Regions from separate parts of the Zea mays genome. Here region 2 is linked to region 1. A link is a contact called in public Hi-C data. All regions are on one chromosome and are shown on one strand. The core of a region is the stretch at or near the end of the contact, and the rest is flanking DNA. Distances in the headings are between cores, read along the strand shown.

What was found. A called contact is a pair of places that touch in the nucleus more often than the background predicts.
Region 2: a contact with region 1 is called in a Hi-C map of leaf, with 5 times the contacts expected there. The contact joins the promoter of LOC100191540 here to the promoter of LOC103629938 in region 1.

What each region holds. Positions count from the first base shown.
Region 1 is chr6:124,074,798-124,078,659 of Zm-B73-REFERENCE-NAM-5.0, forward strand. It overlaps LOC103629938 (probable glucomannan 4-beta-mannosyltransferase 3), which reads left to right and starts at 2,079. Exons shown (of 9, transcript XR_004850286.1): 1 at 2,079-2,752; 2 at 2,854-2,952.
Region 2 is chr6:124,380,430-124,384,291 of Zm-B73-REFERENCE-NAM-5.0, forward strand. It overlaps LOC100191540, which reads right to left and starts at 1,772. Exons shown (of 2, transcript NM_001136971.1): 1 at 545-1,772. The coding sequence starts at 1,603.

The DNA of each region.
Region 1 (3,862 bases), core at 829-3,328:
ACCTTGGTTTAAGAGATAGATTTTAGAATTGCCTAATTCAACATAGGCGTCATGGTCCCTACTAGCTTTGTCTAGATCTCTTGGACCCCTCTTTTTTATGCTTGGAGATTTGTTTAAAATCAAGAGATTTAGTGGCTGAAAGCAATAGTGAAAAACCAAACCCTTGAGCACTTATAGATTTTGTCAACCATTCATGAAAGATTTTATTACTCTTGGATGTGAAGCCTCCTAGATGGCTACGAGTCACTTGATGAGCTCTTGTGCTTATATGACCTACGAGAAAGTTTGTGAAAGCTTCAAATTTTCATGTACAAGAAAAGAAATCTAATAGCAAATCAAGAAAAAAGGTGGGAAAAGACCCAACTATGAAGCTTGATCCTTAGGTCGTTTGGAACTTTTTTAATGGAAAGAGTTGAACCTGAGGAAATAAATCCTCATGTTTTTACTTATTTCTTATTATATTGCTCTTTAGTACTTCCTTTGATTGTGCTTCCCCCTAGGTCTACTTTTTAGTTGTGCACGTTACCATGTTTGCTGGTCCAAGTTAGTGGCGGAGGACCTGTTATGACATAGTATGAGAGCTACCATACCTCGAAGACATGTGTGGTGCAATAGTTATTGTATAATGTTTTCTTTCAATATATTGATAGTTCAAATCTTGTTATCTATTTTCTCTCTCTCATCCATACCTCACTTTTATCTTATCCTTCACCGTTGCTCCATACCTCAGTTTTATGTTATCCTCCAACATTGGTCCAAATGGTTTTCAGGCTTACAAGAGGACACCTTCAACTCCAACCACGTAGTATGTTCAAATTTGGTTTGAGCTATAACTCTATAGGCATAGTTCAATAGTTCAATTTTTTAGGTATATATATATAAAGAGAGATAGAGAGAGAGTTTAAAGCTATGCAATTTTATGCGCAAGTTACGAACAAATGTATGTGGTCTACGTATTGCTCTAGTTCATTGCATCTAGTCCCTTCGTCCCAAAATATTTGTCACTATGGTATTCATGACGATCAAAGTTTCTCAAGTTTGACTAGATTTACAGGAAAGATTATCAATATTTGTATCTCCAAATAAGTTTATTAAGAAAATAGATTTAAAGATCTATCTAATGGTGCTAATTATCTACTATAAATATTAATATTTTGTTATATATATTTGGTCAAAGTTAAAAATCTTTGACTTCTCGAAAAGTGAAAACGACAATCATTTTAGTACGGAGGGAGTAGTTGTAAAAGAAATTCGAAAAAAAGTCTATTCCCACTTTGTTTATGTGATATTTTGGTCTTCTCGTCACCTTAGGAGCCTCTCGAGCGGAAGAAAAGGCCTCGTAGGCGGGCTATCTCCAGTAGCATTTCCTTTTTTAAATTCTACTGAATGAACAATGCAGTCTACTAGCTCCGCAGGAGTGTGGCAAAAGTGTTTTTTTCTGAACATAATGCGTAGTTTTGAAAAAATAACCAGTTCTGCTGTTTTAATTCAGAAACAAAACATTCTGGACTCGTCATCTTCTCGTGCACGTGCATGCGGGACGGAACGGATGCGTCCGGCTGAGCTGTTCTGTGCATCCTCCTTCCGTGCGCGACCCAAGGGGTACCACCGTAGGGGAGGTGTGTGTGGTGGTTGATTTATTTTCGCCGTATATCATTGTTGCTGGGCACCAGAAACACGACGAGGGAGCATCCAAAAACGGGGGCATCAAAAGCTCTGGCCCGTCCATCCATACCATTCGTGGCCGGCCGGCCGGCCGGTCGGGATGGGGGCGCGGCCGCGACGGCGACGTTTCGTCGGGCGGCAGCAGCAAGCCAACCACCACGAACGAACGAACACGTTCGCTCTTGGCATTTCCTCTCATCCCTTGGCCTTGGGTTGCTGTTGCTGATGGGCCAATGACTACAAAGCCTGCCATGCGTTGTGGTCTCGAGGAACTGCGGACGGAAGCGACACTGGGGCCGGCAAACAGACACTGGGCCCACGGGCGGTACCGATACGTGATACCGACCAACAAGGCAACAAGTAGGCCAAGGAGCGTGATGCTCGTAGCGCAAGAGGTAGTGAGCCACTAGCCCTCAACACTGAACTGTGGGGTCTGGTGCGCGTTGGCTAACATGTCGGAAATCAAAGCTGTGGTTAAGCCGGCGAATCAGAGCGATCATCTCGTGAGCTTCTTGTACTGCACCACCACTAGCCTCATCACTCATCTCATCAGTCATCACTCACCTCCCGCACCGAGCCACCGACGCGACCCAGGAAAAGCAACGACAACGTCTCCAAAAGCTGCAGGCTGCAGCTCCTGAGGGCCGCAGGCCGCACCGGAGAGGCCGAGAGGGCAGGCGGACGCGGACGCGCGTGCGGGAAGGCGTGAGCAATGGCCGGTACGGCGGCAATAGCCTCCTTAGCCGCGGTGGCGGGAGCATGGCTCGACCTTGACGGGTCGACGACCCTGCTTCCGCGCCGGTTGCTTCCGTCGTCAGGCGGCGAGGCGCTGCGGGCCGCGTGGGACGCGGCGCGCGCGGCGGCAGTGGCGCCGGCGCTGGCCGCCGCGTCGTGGGTCTGCCTGGCCCTGTCGGCCATGCTCCTCGCCGACGCCGTGTTCCTGGCCGCCGCCAGCCTTCTGCCCCGGCGGGCGCCGTGCCCCATTGCCGGCCCCACCGCCGAGGTGGACGGGGACGAGGAGGAGGCCGGCTGCAGCGTCGGCTACCCCATGGTGCTCGTCCAAATCCCCATGTACAACGAACGGGAGGTCCGTGTCCACTCTCTCAGTACATTGGCGGCGCCTCGGCACATCGGCACCAACGCAATGCAAATAATGCCGTACCGTTCCTTTCTTTTGTGTGCGCGCAGGTGTACAAGCTATCCATTGAAGCAGCATGCGGGATGTGGTGGCCGTCGGATAGGGTGATCGTACAGGTTCTCGACGATTCCACGGATCCGACGGTTAAGGTAAACTTCGAATCTTCTAGCCTTCAGTCATCGTTAGGTACGTTGCCAGCTGAAGTGATGAGTCAAATAGGTTTATTTTAAAAAAATCGTCTTTCAATAAATCATGTTCAAGAAAAAAAAACACTAATATTTGTGACATCAAACACATATTATTATATTAATTATAAAATACATTTTATAGCAAGCATATTTAAAAGTTAAAACATTAATGTTTGCATTATTCCCAACTATTTAACTACATTCAAATACTATAACATTAATGGAGGGGAGATGCACGTACCATCCACAGAGTCAGCATACTACGCACTCTACTATGCAAGAGTGCCGACACATCAGAGGTTTTGAGTAGAAACTTCTGAAAGAGTCTAAACCAGAAGACCTAAAGCCAAAAAGCTCCAAAACCACCAACAATAACGACTCAGACGATGATGCCGGGGCAAGTTCCTAAAGCCAATGCAAGCCATCATTTATATCATTGGTAGCCCCGACTCGTACGAGTCTAAGAGAAAAACAATAGTTGGAGATGAGGTACGTCTACTCTGTGTAGCCGGCCACACCAGAGTTCCTCCACTAGTCAAATGTGTCGATTACATTTGACAGATCTAATCACTCTGGTCATGTGCCACGGTTAGGGTGGTATCTTCTGATATTGAATCCAACAGTTGGCGACACACGACTCCACTGAGTCCTCATTGATGGTGGATGTAGTCTGAATATTCTCTTCGTCGAAACCTTCAGGAAGATGGGGCTATCGGAAATCATAGAAGTTGAGTCTTGTGCCATTTTACGACATTATCCCGGGCAAGTCCATGATTCCACTAGGGTAGATCACTCTGCTTGTTATATTTGGCACCAAGAAAAACTTCTGCATAGAATTTTTGCACTTCAAGGTGGAAAATTTTGACGCGAC
Region 2 (3,862 bases), core at 522-3,021, 310 kb after region 1:
AGGATAAGTTGAATACAGTTATACTGTAGATTTCTAGAAACTAGAAGCACTACCCACAAGCAAATCTGTATTATCAGATGTACACAAATATATGAAAGCTATGCACCCTAAATACCACAGATATGTATAGTTCATTAAGCACTAGCAAGAAGTTCAAATAGGATCAACTTAATAGAGCATGCTCCTAATATCTTTTTGACAACTTTTGACACAGTGACATACTTCATCTAGCGCCTAAAACCTAGATTTATATCCAGTGTTCTTAAGGCGGTTAGGCGAGCAAGTAACCATGATCACCGCCTTAGCGCCTAGGCCACGCCTTAAAAACACTGTTTATATCATCAGCATTTATCTAAAGCTATCTTTTGCAACCTAGAGATAGTGTGATTTAGTTTTTAGATTCACAAACTCTACTAGCTAAACAACGACTACCTTGAAAGGCCATCCTATTCAAGGATTAGAAGGATAAGCAGTTATTCAACCACTATAAAGTAAATGAATTCACATTCACATAGGTAAACCAAAGAGGGAGAAAGGATCTTACATCTTTCTTGCGGCCATAGTACCCCTCTCCCCCACCATAGCTCGGCCTCTCATACCCGCCACTCTGATACTTGGGCTGCTCCTCTCCATAACCGTATGAACCCTGTGTCTCCTCGTCATAGGGTTTTGGCTTCCGGTAACCACCAGAGCCAAAGGCACCTTCGTCCTCCTCAGATGCCTTCTTCTCATAACCATAGCCAGAACCACCATAGCTCTGCTCCTCGTTCTTCCTGCCATAGCCATACCCCGAGGAGCCATAGGTCTCCTCCTGTGCCTTCCTCCCATACCCACCACCACCACTGCCATACTCCTCCCCACCCTGCGGCCTGCTGCCGTACCCAGATCCATAGCTCTCCTCAACCTGAGGCTTCCTCCCGTAACCAGATCCATAGCTCTCCTCAACCTGCGGCGTCCTCCCGTACCCCGATCCATAGCTCTCCTCAATCTGCGGCTTCCTCCCGAACCCAGACCCATACTCCGATCCGTAGCTCTCCTCTACCTGTGGCTTCCTCCCGTAGCCAGAGCCGTATGTCTCAGCCTGCGGATTGGCAGATCCATACCCTGCTGACCCATAGCTCTCCTCCGGCCGGGTCTGACCGCCGTAGCCAGAGCCGTACCCGCCGGACCCGTAGCTCTCCTCCGCCTGCGGTTTCCTCCCATATCCAGAGCCGTAGCTCTCCTCCTCCTGCTTCTTCCTCCCATACCCGGATCCGAAGCCAGATCCATAGCCACCGCCCTCCTCCGCAGCGGGCTCGGGCCTGGATCCGTAGCCGCTGCCGTAAGACGGCTGTTGCTCCTGCTGGGGGCGGAACCCATAGTTGGGCTTTGGCTTGGCGTGGTGACCGTAGGGGGACGGCTCGGAGGCGGCGTAGTGCGGTGCGTCGTAGGAGGTCGAGGGCGCCGAGCACGGGTAGCAGGTTTCCTCGGACGGTGGCAGCGGGCGACCGAAGGTGACGGCGAGGTCGTACCCACCGCCGTACGGCGTGGGGTCGAACTCATCGAAGTCGTCCGCCTCCTCGACGGCGCCGCCACGGGGCCTCTCGTAATACGCGGTGGCCATGGCGGATCGCTGAGATCGGCTGGCTGGTTGATCAGATGGCAAGTGGCTAGCGAGGGATTGGACTTTAGAGCTTTGGTCTGGACTTCTGGAGTGTGGGGGCAGCGAGGGATTGGCCACTTATTGGTCTGTGGTAAAACGCGTTGGGGGAGCTCGGGGTGGATGAGAACCGGGGACGGCGAGACGTGGGGGCACGTGGTCCGGCCAGCGTGAGGAGTCGGTAACGTAGACAGGGACGCTGGATGCGCGGCGTCGGCGACGGTCGAGGCCGACACCACACGGGCAACAATGTACAGATGGCAATGGTACCGCGACCACATGTCCGATGGATATTTACTCTATTAAAGGTAGTTTAGAAACTCAAATTCTTTTTGGGATTGAAGAAAATTAAAGAGCAAATTAGTTTATTTTCACTCCAATCCTCTCTAGTCCCGAAAAAGATTTGAGGTTTCCAAAGTAGTCCTTAGGGTATGTATGTGGGCTAAATATTTTACCCGTTGTTCTGTAATTGGAAAAAAATCTTCACGCAACGGGTAAACAGGTATTTATAACGTTCCGCCTTCACCCATACCTGTTAACTCGTGAGTATAAAATACTCAATATAAGTCTAGCTCAAGCATGAACTAGTACTTTAGTCATCCATCTTTTTTTACTATTTAACAATCATTTAGACCATAATTGTCGGGGACCATAATTAGGGGTACCCTCAAGGCTCCTAATTCTCAGCTGGTAACCCCCATCAGCATAAAGCTGCAAAGGCCTGATGGGTGCGATTAAGTCAGGGATCGGTCCATTCGAGGGACACGATCACGCCTCGCCCGAGCCTAGCCTCGGACAAGGGCAGCCGACCCCGGAGGATCTCGGCCTCGCCCGAGGCCCCCCTCCAGCGGCTAACGTATTCCCGGCTCGCCCGAGGCCCTGTCTTCGCCAAGAAGCAACCCTGACCAAATCGCCGCACCGACCGACCAAATCACAGGAGCATTTAATGCAAAGGTGGCCTGACACCTTTATCCTGACGTGCGCCCTTCAGCCGACAGAGCCGAAGTGACCGTCGTCACTTCGCCGCTCCACTGACCAGCCTGACAGAAAGACAGCGCCGCCTGCGCCGCTCCGACTACGGTGCCACTTGACAGAGTGAGGCTGACAGGCAGTCAGGCCCGGCCGCAGGCGCCATAGGAAGCTCCGCTCCGCCCGACCCAGGGCTCGGACTCGGGCTAAGCCCCGGAAGACGGCGAACTCCGCTCCGCCCGACCTAGGGCTCGGACTCGGGCTAAGCCCCGGAAGACGGCGAACTCCGCTTCACCCGACCCAGGGCTCGGACTTGGGCTCAGCCCCAGAAGACGACGAACTCCGCTCCGCCCGACCCAGGGCTCGGACTTGGGCTCAGCCCCAGAAGACGACGAACTCCGCTTCGCCCGACCCCAGGGCTCGGACTCCGCCCTGCCTCAGCCGACGGTCTCCGCCTCGCCCGACCCAGGGGCTCGGACTCGACCTCGGCCACGGAAGACAGGCTCGACCTCGGCTTCGGAGGAGCTTCCACATCGCCCAACCTAGGGCGCAGATCAGCCACGTCAACAGGAGGCGCCATCATCACCCTACCCCAAGCTGACTCGGGCCACGGGGAACAAGACCGGCGTCCCATCTGGCTCGCTCCACCAGATAGGCAATGATGGCGCCCCGCATACTCTGTGACGACGGTGGCTCTCGGCCCCCTTACGGAAGCAAGAGGACGTCAGCAAGGACTCGACAGCCCCGACAGCTGTCCCTCCGCCAAGCTCCAGCGCTCCTCCGACGGCCACGACATCACACAAACCGGACGCCAAAACCTCTCCGGCCGCCACGATGGCGTGTACTTAGGGCGCTAGCTCTCCCCCGCTAGACACGTAGCACTCTGCTACATCCCCCATTGTACACCTGGATCCTCTCCTTACGCCTATAAAAGGAAGGACCAGGGCCCTCTTAGAGATGGTTGGGCCGCGCGGGGACGAGGACGAGACAGGCGCTCGCTTGAAGCCGCTCGCTCCCTCTCCCGCGTGGACGCTTGTAACCCCCTACTGCAAGCGCACCCGACCTGGGCGCGGGACGAACACGAAGGCCGCGGGATTTCCACCTCTCTCACGCCTGTCTCCGGCCACCTCACTTCCCCCCTTCGCGCTCGGCCTCGCGTCGACCCATCTGGGCTGGGGCACGCGGCGACATTCACTCGTCGGCTTAGGGACCCCCCGGTCTCGAAACGCCGACAGTTGGCGTGCCAGGTAGGGG